Regions from separate parts of the Anas platyrhynchos genome. Here region 1 is linked to region 2. A link is a contact called in public Hi-C data. All regions are on one chromosome and are shown on one strand. The core of a region is the stretch at or near the end of the contact, and the rest is flanking DNA. Distances in the headings are between cores, read along the strand shown. Region 1 overlaps ARHGAP32 (Rho GTPase activating protein 32). Region 2 overlaps LOC106017134 (a long non-coding RNA gene).

Evidence for each region. A called contact is a pair of places that touch in the nucleus more often than the background predicts.
Region 1: a Hi-C map of liver shows a contact between it and region 2, with 1.6 times the contacts expected there. The contact joins two enhancer-like sites. A contact is called at or near these places in 2 of 8 Hi-C or Micro-C datasets (liver and skeletal muscle).

Annotation. Positions count from the first base shown.
Region 1 is chr25:3,969,195-3,974,332 of IASCAAS_PekinDuck_T2T, reverse strand. It overlaps ARHGAP32 (Rho GTPase activating protein 32), which reads left to right. Exons shown (of 24, transcript XM_072027728.1): 12 at 1,126-1,176. Among named protein-coding and RNA genes, the nearest start is that of KCNJ5, 140 kb to the right of the region's middle. Within about 2 kb of position 3,157, at least 2 of the 8 cell types and tissues checked have an H3K27ac peak or open chromatin away from gene starts, as enhancers often do.
Region 2 is chr25:3,909,835-3,914,692 of IASCAAS_PekinDuck_T2T, reverse strand. All of the region lies in intron 2 of LOC106017134 (a long non-coding RNA gene), which reads right to left. ARHGAP32 (Rho GTPase activating protein 32) reads left to right here. Exons shown (of 24, transcript XM_072027728.1): 24 at 1-2,087. Among named protein-coding and RNA genes, the nearest start is that of KCNJ5, 77 kb to the right of the region's middle. Within about 2 kb of position 3,447, at least 3 of the 8 cell types and tissues checked have an H3K27ac peak or open chromatin away from gene starts, as enhancers often do.

The DNA of each region.
Region 1 (5,138 bases), core at 1,908-4,407, 60 kb before region 2:
TTAAGTAAACAAACCATTTTTTTGGCACTTAGCATGCAACTGTTTCAGCAAAGCTAAATTAAATGAGACTTTCACTGAGCCAAGGCAGGTACGGTTTTCAGTGTGGGAGCAGATGTACTAACACGCTCGGGGCAGGCAGGAGTTCTTGATAGAGAAGACAGAAGATGTGCCTTCAGTATTGACAGGCCTAAGGGCCCCTTCTTCAAGAAATCACATTCTCTCAGCTCCTGTCAAGTGGGGGGACAAAGATTTGGGTATGGAGGCCATCAATGTGAGTGTAAAAGCTGCTTCTTTGGGAAGAAGCTGCTGCTTTAAGCAGGACAATGCCAAGTTGCTTAAACCCCAGGTTAGAACTGGTCTAATCTGTGGAGAAGTCATTTCTGGAGTTTGTGTTTTCTTAATTTCATCCAAACAAAAAGCTAACACTTGGGGCTGAGGCATTAAGAACAAAGTCTCTGCTGTGTCTGCAATTGGTGATTTTCAGGGAGAAAACCTTTTGTCAAGAGGAAAATATGTATCTTAGACAATTTTGTTTTCCTTTTTGTGCAAAATAAAATGTAAGATAAAGCAGCTGTCTGCTTTAGCACCACTAGAAATGAAGGAAAGCCGAATGTGCTAGGAACCCATTTTCACAAAATGTAAATTTACAAATTTGGGAGGTTTTTTTTTGTTGTTGTTTGTTTGTTTTTAAGAGGTTGGCATTGTCCATTTATAGAAAGACATACTGCATCTTCCTGACTCAACAAAGTACTTACACATAGGCTTAACTGTAGACACATGCTTAACAGGCATTGGGAGTAATGCAAACAAATCCTGCGGTTCTCTGTTGCTGAGGAGGGTTGGGCCTTATGCTAAAAGTTCAAACATACTAAATGCCTTTTTTTTTTTTTTTTTTTTTTTTTTTTTGAGCTGGGACACACCGGGTGGGGAATTCTTGGATCCTAATGTATTTCCAAAGTGTTCAAGGAATAAAGCACCAACAACATGAAGGATTGAGTCGTTGGTTATGTGTTGCACTGTGTACAGCCTAGCTGAGCTTTGTGTGAAATTAACCCATTTGGAATGGGTGCATGTTTTAACCAACTGTTTTGTTTGTTTTTTCTTTTTTTAATTATACCTTCCCAGTCTCCCCTGCCCACGGAGCCCGTCCAGCGTCCTGGAGCTACTTCCCCCCTTGTACGTTTTCATTTATTCCTTGTTTCTTCTTTCTCTCTGTCTCTCTCTCTTTTTTCCTTCTGTACCTGCCATTCAGTAGCACTGTTGCTTTGAAGGATATTCAGGGATCCAAAACTTTAGTCTAACATTGTGCCTTTGTAAAAGCTCTTTGGACATAAAACATAATACAGCAGGGAAACAAAAGAAAAAAAAAACAATTCTAACTTTTTTCTATGAGAGCTGATAGAATCATTCTGAGTCAATAATACCACAACTGCAAGAAATTGCCCTCTAAAGTGCTGGGCAACCAAGTGAGAATGCCGATTTGAAAGAAAGAGAAGTTTAATTTCTCTCCATCACCCATTTTTGACATGGGTCTGAAAGTACATTACAACTTGAAAATATTCAGAAGCAGAAATTCTTTTTTTTTTTTTTTCTTCCTAAAAGATGACAAAATGCCGTTTATATGTGGTATTTCAGCATGGCCCAAGTAAAACTGGGAGTCAGGTGGAGGTGGCTTGCTTAGGCAGAGCGTCGTGCTTCATGCTGCTGTGGTCTTGTATTTAGGTCCAGCTAGTGCTAAGCTAAACCTCATAACAATAGCCTATTGCCAGTAAATTTGAAAGCTGTTTCCGTAGACTTAATATGTTTTATGATAAAGGTCTCATTTACACATATCAGCTCCCAAAGGGATGTTGTTTGGATTTCATATATCAGTCTTAATATTGGCTATGCAAATATTGTGTATATATTTTTATATAAATATGGAATATGTGTGTACGTGTATAGATGTACACATACTTGCCCCACGCCCGTGCACACCTGCAGCCTTTTGGCCCCGAGGAGGAGCTGTGATAGCCCAGTGCCATGGAAACTGGCTCCTCCAGAGAGGAGTGTGCTTTGACAGCAAGCACCGTGTTTCTGGGGTGCAGACTTCACGTCCCGAGCACCTTGCAGAGCATGAGCACAGATCATCAGATGCTCTCCAAACAGAAAGGAGGAGACTTCAAAGAGGAGAGGGAGAGCAGGGTTTGTGTTTCAGACGGGGTCACGGAGCCTGTGTGTGGCTTCTTCCACTGCAACTATGCCAACCAACAAGAGCTGGGGGTATTTAATCTGGGATAGTGTTTTTAAGATTGAGGGCAAAATTGCTTGGATTGACTATATCCAGTGGTGTATAGCCTGCCAAAAAGTTTGGGAGGTTAGAATAGTGGGCACTGGTAAGGACTGAGGAGTTCCCTTCAAACACGCATTAGGGACTGGTGCAGCTCCTTGAACGTATGGGTCCTTCAGAGATGCCATTCCCACTAGGGTTCAGTAATAGTTAACTTCAGATAATAAAAGTAGGGTGTTTTTTGTTGTTGTTGTTTTTGGTGGCTTTTTTTTCCCCCTTTTTATCTTGAAAACAAAGAACAGCCGCATTTCAGCTTACTGAACCTGAAAGGTTAGCATTCAGCCACCCTTTTTTAAGCTGTTTGTGAGAAGGAGGAGTTCACCACTAGAACAGCTGTAATACTTCTACTCAAAGCTATAGGGCTTGTTAGTGGTTCTGCTTGTTTTTCATGTGAAATTAATTTCCTTTGACAGCCGTGTCCCTTTGTGAGTCATGGAATTGCAACAGAGATTAGAGACTTGACTATCGCTCTGCACAAAGTGCCACCAGAGATCGTGTGCCACTTCCCCCTGTGCATAAGTTCTGCTCTGTGGTCTGCACTGGCAGCTCTTGTTTACGATGTTTCTGTGTTCCAAAGATCATGGTTGCATGTCTTCTGTTACTAGCAATTTAGGAAGATACTTGATGTATTATTTTTTTTAAGTATGAAAGCTTCTGGGTCCTGTTCAGGCTCTGCTGGTGTTGGGGGAAGTTACTTTCTGTGTTCAGGAAGCAGTTTTTAGACTCTGAGGTTCTTTTTTGGCCCTTGGCTTCCCCATATAAAACAAACTGAGATCTAAATAGGGAGGCTTGGGGCAAAGTATGGTTTTGAAACTGGGACAGAGTGCCTCTGAAAATGAGCTCAAAATCGGCAGTCTCCCAGCCCTAGCAAAGCCCACTATTGTGCAAGTTGCGGCTAAGTTTAAACATCTGTGATTCTTCAACAAGCATTTGCCAAACTAGATTGGGATCTATTTTACAGAATTTTTCAAAACTTTTTTTAAAGTGAAAAGTGTTTGCAGTGATGTGTTTACATACTGTGTGTTCGTTAGCACTGGAATTGAGAATTAGACTGCATCTGCTGTGCTCAGACCTGAGCCAGCCTTAAGCCAGATGCTCGGGTACCAGTAGGGCCCACCTGCATCCTCAGCAGCTCAAGTTTCCTTGGAATTTGGGTGCTCGGTCAGCTTATTTCAGCTCACCTCATGTTTTTTTGCTGTTCATCCTTGGCATATCACTTCACTTTTGCACAGAGCCATTGCTAGTTAGGAGTACTTCAGGTCTAGAACATGCCAGAAAAGCAACACCTTAGAATGCACGACACTGAAGTCTGCGTTTCTGTAGCACTGTTTCTCTAACTGCTGTCTCTACAAATCAAACTGTTAGTCTCCTGCAGTTTGTTCCAGGAGATACTTTAATTTAACTTTGTCCTTTCTCTTGCCTTCTGTCTGTCCCTCTGCCCCCTTCCCACGCGACGTTAATTATGTGCAGATTTGGAGATGGATAGTGTAAAGCCAGGTTCTGCATGTGTTACAGAGGCTCTGAACCAGTCCCAGCTGAGCTCAGGTAGAGCCCGTTAAGTACAATTAGTCTCTCGGTGTCCTAACCAAGTCTAACACTGTATGTGATAGCAGTAACTATTTGCTAACACCCTAGCTTTGCTTACAGAAGGTAGATGTAGCTGAAATAGTTTATTATTAAGATTTTGTGATTATTTTAATATCTGGTGGCTGAAAAAGCCAATGTGTGACTCACAAACAGATTTTCTGCAAGTGATTTTGTTCAGGTTGGTGAGTCCAAATCTTAAGAGTACTGCTTAACAGGTCTGGGTCTTGCCATGTGGATGCTCTGTAGTATCAGTGGCTGTGAGTCTGTGTCATAAATGAGCTTCTTTTTTTCCTGACTGGTGATTTTTTAAATGTAAAGTGTGCTTTTTTTCCCAGGCTTTAAATTTGGGCCTCAGAATGCTATATCCAAAGAGTGTGCCAAACCCTCTTTGACGATGATCCGGAGGAAAGAACTTGCTCGAATAAGAGAGAAAAGAAATGTGGTTACATGCTGTAGTTTTATGGCAACGTAAATGACCCTAATGTCTGCCCACTTGCGCAGTGATAGCAGAAAACAACTGTGTTGTGTTGGCATTGTCATGACAACGTCGCTACAGATTTTCAGAACTAACATTAGGTAAAATTGAAGTGTTCAAGTGAAACTAAGGAATTGAGATGCCTCTCTGGTAGATTGTATGCATTTAAACAATTTGATCGCTGATTTTGTAGAGGTACTCGATAGCAGACATTTCTTCTTTGTTGTTTCAATAAATTGTATCTGGACTTTTGTTTTCCTGGATTTCCCAAGTGCATCAGAAGAAAATGGAAATGGCATTTTAGGATAGACTGAGTAGCAAACTTTTTGTTTCCAGCAGGTTAGATCGGGGCTTTACAGTAAGGCTGGCGATAAGACATATTTCTTGCAAAGCATTAAGGCAACATGTTGTCCTCTTACATCCCTTTGTTTTGAGGTTGAAATGAATTCATGTGGTAACTGTACATCTGATATAGATGGTCCCAGTGTATTGAGCATAATGAATTGGTTAATGGGTATTTGATATTGAAATGATACTAATAAGTACAGCCAGTCAGAGCTCTCTTGGGTTCAGCTCTCCACAATGCTGGTATTGTATTTACGTTTGTTAAGGAGGCTAATGTTTCTGCAACATGGTGATTTTAAGTGCCTGGTAAGTGCCAGGCATTTTTCCTAATTGTATTTCAAACGATTGCGAATCTTCTTGTGGTTCCCTATGTGTAAAGCTCCCTCGGCTCTCCCAGTGCTG
Region 2 (4,858 bases), core at 2,198-4,697:
GCTACCAGGGGGCTGAACTCGGCCCCCACTATTGTAAATGCCTCTATGGATGTTCCTGCTCAAAGCCACCATCTCCCTTTAGATACCAAGTGCCATCCCTGGACACTTTCTGCTCCCCAGAAACCTGCCCGAGCCTGGGCTCTTCCACGCACAGCATCGTGCAAAGTGCTGGGTGCTAAGCACCCTTTCTCCCCCATGGGAACAAAAACTTTCAGCACCTTTCAGAAAGAGCTCCTGGAAGTACACATCTGTACTCCTAGAGGGGTGTTCCACGCAGCCTTCCCTCAAGAGCAAAAAGCATTTTAAAAAGGCACACAGCAGAAAACTTAACCCAGCGTCCTCCCCGGCCTGTGCACAGCCACATCGGGGCGTATTTCCAGGGCTGCAAGCTCTCAGAGAACCCAAGCCAACCTCTCTATGCCAGTAGTAGGCCACAGGTACAAGGCAAGGTTCAGGTACCAGCTTTTCCCAGACAGTCCGACAGATGAGCGCCTTTCTTTTGGTGTCACCACCAAACATCACAGCGCCAACATCTGCAGCAGTCAGCCCGCGCCCACCCCACACGAAGCCATATAGCGAACTATGCAGTTCTGCTCTTGCACTGTGGTGAATCTGATGGTCCTTAGAAGGAGTTTTTCCATCCCCATTAACTGATTGATGATAAGTCAAAACAGCTACATCTTTCCAAAATCACAGCTGAGCTATACAAAAGGGCACTTTGCTTCAGTGCAAGGAGGGGAGGTTACACCACATGTCTAAATAAGGTGGATGATCTGGAGGTAAGTTGGTAGCTCAGTTCTTGGCATCCTAGCAGAGAAAGGGGAGAGAGCAAAGGGATGGCAAGGCAAATAAATAAAACTAATTGCAAGGCCAGTTCATCTCAGATTAATTTATTGCCTAGGCTTATCTCCAGCTAGATGACAAGCAGCTATGCTTTTAAATATTTCCCTTACACTTGCCACAAGCTAGCTACATCTTAACTTGCCACTTCCTAAGTTTTCAGCTGAGTTTCTGCCTAGTGCATGGAAGAGTTAGGGTCCAGTAATGTACTCCAGCTCTGGTTTTCCACCTCCACCTCGGAGCAGAACGTGTGACCCACAGGAGACCTTTCTTGGCGAAGGGAGAGTGCAGACGTTAGGTGAGTAATGAGGACCTAGCCCCTATAAAGTCTTAAGTAAAGCATTCATTTCTAATTTTTTAACAAAACTTATCAGGTGAAATCTATATGCAGATACAACAAAAGACCCACAACATTGTGCCTATGTCTTTCCAGAGATCCTCATTTTATGCTCATCGTTTGAAAGGGGTCAGCAAGGATTGCACAGTGGTAGTAAGTTGCTACACAAAACCAAAACCAACCTGAAAACATGCTGTTCCTCTTTAACCCCAGAAAGGGACAGAACCTCACGTGTACTATGCCATTCCTCAGTACGTCAACAGGGCATTGACAGAAGTGATGTGTTACGTGTTAGGAAATCTGGATGAGAAGTAGTTTTACTTTCTTTTGTTAAAGGCGGCTTAGGCATGCACCTCTTTTCCCAGAACCTCGTGCTACGGAAACCCGCTGTTGAAAGGCATGGTCTGGTTTAAACAAATGTACGCCAGAATACCTGTGTGTGCAGTCTTGCCTCGTCCAGTTTGTTGGGAGGGTGGGGGGGTGGGGGGAGAAAAGGGTTGTTTTGCAGTTCATTTTCCTGCTGTAGAAGACTTGGTTTTTCTTTCCCTGAGCCGCATGAGAGAAACGTCCCAGAAAGTCTTGGGTTACCTTTGGAGATCCCTCCACTTTAATTTATATAGTGTCTTTTTTTTGTGAACTGGTGTAAAATGTATATGCCGACGAGCTCATGTATTTTTATGTAAATATTTTTTGTGGTTTCCCCACTGCCCTCCTCTGTAAATATTTAGAATTCTCATATTCTTCTCACCTTGTATGATGCAGATGTGGTTTTGTTTCTGTTTTTTATTTGTACTGTAATGCAACAATCCAGACTGAAGTGTCTTGTGGTATTAAACAAAAGCAACAGTCCCACTGAGCTCACACTCAGATGTACAACTTGACAGCATTAATCAAGCCAGGTTAAAAACTATTCCTTTGTGTTTGTGTATTTGTGCCTCTGCCTCATTATTATTTTTATACTATATTGTTAATTAATAATAATGGAAAAGCATGAAAAAAATTGAAGAGCCATGCTTTGGAGGGACAGGGCAAGGATCTCTGAAGACAAAGGACAAGGTGATTTGTATTCATTTGCAAAGTCTATCCCAGAAATTGCTCACTGTAGGTCCCTGCCACTGCTTATCTGCCCCGCTCCACCTGTGGCCATGACTGCTCCTAAAAAAAATAAACCAGCCTGGGCTTTTTTTGTCTCCCTTTCTTCTCACCCTGCCTGCCAGGGCAGGCAGAAATAGCTCGGCCCTTGCCCAGCAGGGCTGGTGGAGCTGGCACTGACAGATGGCACTGGCCATGGTGGCCTTCAGAGCCCGCTGGGGGATGCGAGGTACCACACTAATTTTGTGCGCAGTTAATTAGCAGCAAAAGATGATTAAAGGGAGCTATGCTTTTAACATTGAGGGAAGGACTTTTTGGAGTATTTTCAGCCAGTACATGCTATGTAATTTAGAAGTGCTGCAGGCAATAAAACCCAACCTAACCATCCCCTCTGGGGGCAGCAGGCCAAACCCCCCTGCCGCAGGCTGGAGCCGGTGGGACACCATCACCGGGAGCTGCTGTGTGTGCCTGGCCTGCTGCACAGGCAGTAATTTGGGAGCAGCAGGCCCAGAATTGTTCTGTAGGAGCACAGAGGGCTATTACAGCTCCTGTGAGCTGGCTGCTGAGCCCCTTCTCTTAGCCTCATCCACGCCTGAAGCCTCGCTTCACAGCCCAGGTTTACACGTAGCGCACTCAGCCCCATCCTTCAGCTGACCACCCGTGTCCTTGCAGGAAAGGTCCCACGGGCAAGCCACCACCTCTGGTTTTTAACATCTGGCCTAGGGAGTCTTGGAAAGGTGGCCACCCAAAGCAGTACCATGCTGTGCTTCAGTGCGAGCCATAAAAAAAAGTTGCCACAAAAAAAAAGTTCAGGTCGAGCATCACATCCATGCCAGAAGATCTCCGTTTGGTGAGTAAGGGCACAGCAGGTCTGACCCCAATGCCCCAGGAGCACGGCCTCCCTCCTTGTTTTGGCCTGAAGCGCATGAAAACCGAGGCTGTGCTTGCCCAGCCAACAAGGACATCGCCTGGAGCAATCCTCCCAGCAGCACAGCGAGCAAAGAAGTCATGAGCTGGGTGTTTCAGCTCACGTCCAGGGAGGACTCGGTGTGTACAAGCACTGCCAGGAGCATTTCCCAGCTGCACACCCGCCTCCCTCCTGGCACCACCACAAGAAGAACAAAACAAAAGCTGGAGGCTCTCGGCTCTTCAGAGCCGCTCTCGAGCAGCAGCCCCGTGGCTGAGATCCACACGCAGGTGGGGGGGAAGAGGGCACCGGGCTGATTTTCCCCAGGTGCTTCCACCAGGCGGCACTGTGAAACCACATTTACCGCTAAAAGCCAACTTTTTAGACCGTTGGAAAGGATCGAGTTCCGTTCTAGTAGTTTCTGTCCGGGTCCCCAACTCCGGGTACCTTAGGGCTGGATTTTTTTTTTTTTGTTTCCCCACCAAAGCTGCCCTGAGCGCCCAGCTCCCCAGCACCATGCTCGCTGCAGCCCCAGCGCCCGGCCGGGAGGGCTGAGCTGTCGCTGCTCAGGAGCTGTGCTCAGAGCCCGCTTGCCAAGCTGAAAGGCAAACTGCAGACCTAGGCAGTTCACTGCTGCTTTTCAGAGAAGCCATCAGCTGTTCAAGGACTCTGTCCCCAGAGGAACACTGCAGTGCATTTGCTTATCATCAGATGTGCTGGTTAAAAGAGGAATTCAATGCTCGAAGAGACATCCAGAAGCAGCAGCTGAGGCTGGAGAGGCAGGGAAGATGCAGTGCTGCTTAGTTCCTCCCTCATCATCCTCCATCTGGCAAGGATGCCCTGTTACAATTACCAGATTATGCACCCAGAAGACCCCCAGCCACAAGCACCAAGTCCAGCAGCTGCCAGAGCAGCGCTCATGCGGCTGCAAGAGGCTCTGCAGCCACATGTGCAGATGGCAGCACGCAGGATGCCACTTGTTGAGCTTCACTTCCCAGCACCAGACTGGGCACAAGCCAGGCCTCGGCCTCTCATTCCACATTTTTGAGGGCTGAGCACCCGCTGCAGGCAACATCCATCCACTGGGTCCACACAGAACGGCAGGAAAACCCCAAAACATGAGCTCAGGAGGCGGGAAGCCTCCAAACAGGGAGGCTGCTCCTGCCCCTCGCCAGCAGGGCTTGATGAGGGAGGGACACATAAGTCCCTCGGGAATAACATTCCTGCTGCAAAAGGCAGGGTTGGTGTGAGAACAGCCTACCACTGCCTCAGGGATGGCAACGCACCCTGTGCAGTGCCTGGGTCTCAGCCCAGAGAGGCCAGATCTGAGGGAGCACCCGGCTGTGGGGGCCAACAGCAACAACAAAAGGGATGGGGAAAACGGCACCAACCAAAAGGGATGGGGAAAAGCTGTCCTATGCTGCTCCCATCTGCCTAGGGACAGCAGGAGCATGCTCCCTGCCCCAGAGATCTCCAGCCTACCTCTCCACAATCACTCTCCTTTCCCCCCAAAAAATACATTTTAAATATATCTATATAAATACATACACACACGTGTACAGTTGGGTGCACACACACAGTGGAACAAAGCCCTCAGGTCAGTGCAGGGACACAGCTGGCACCACGGCTACCTCTTAAAACAAAGTTCTTCAGCCTGCAGCAGGGCTCTCGATCCAAGCTGT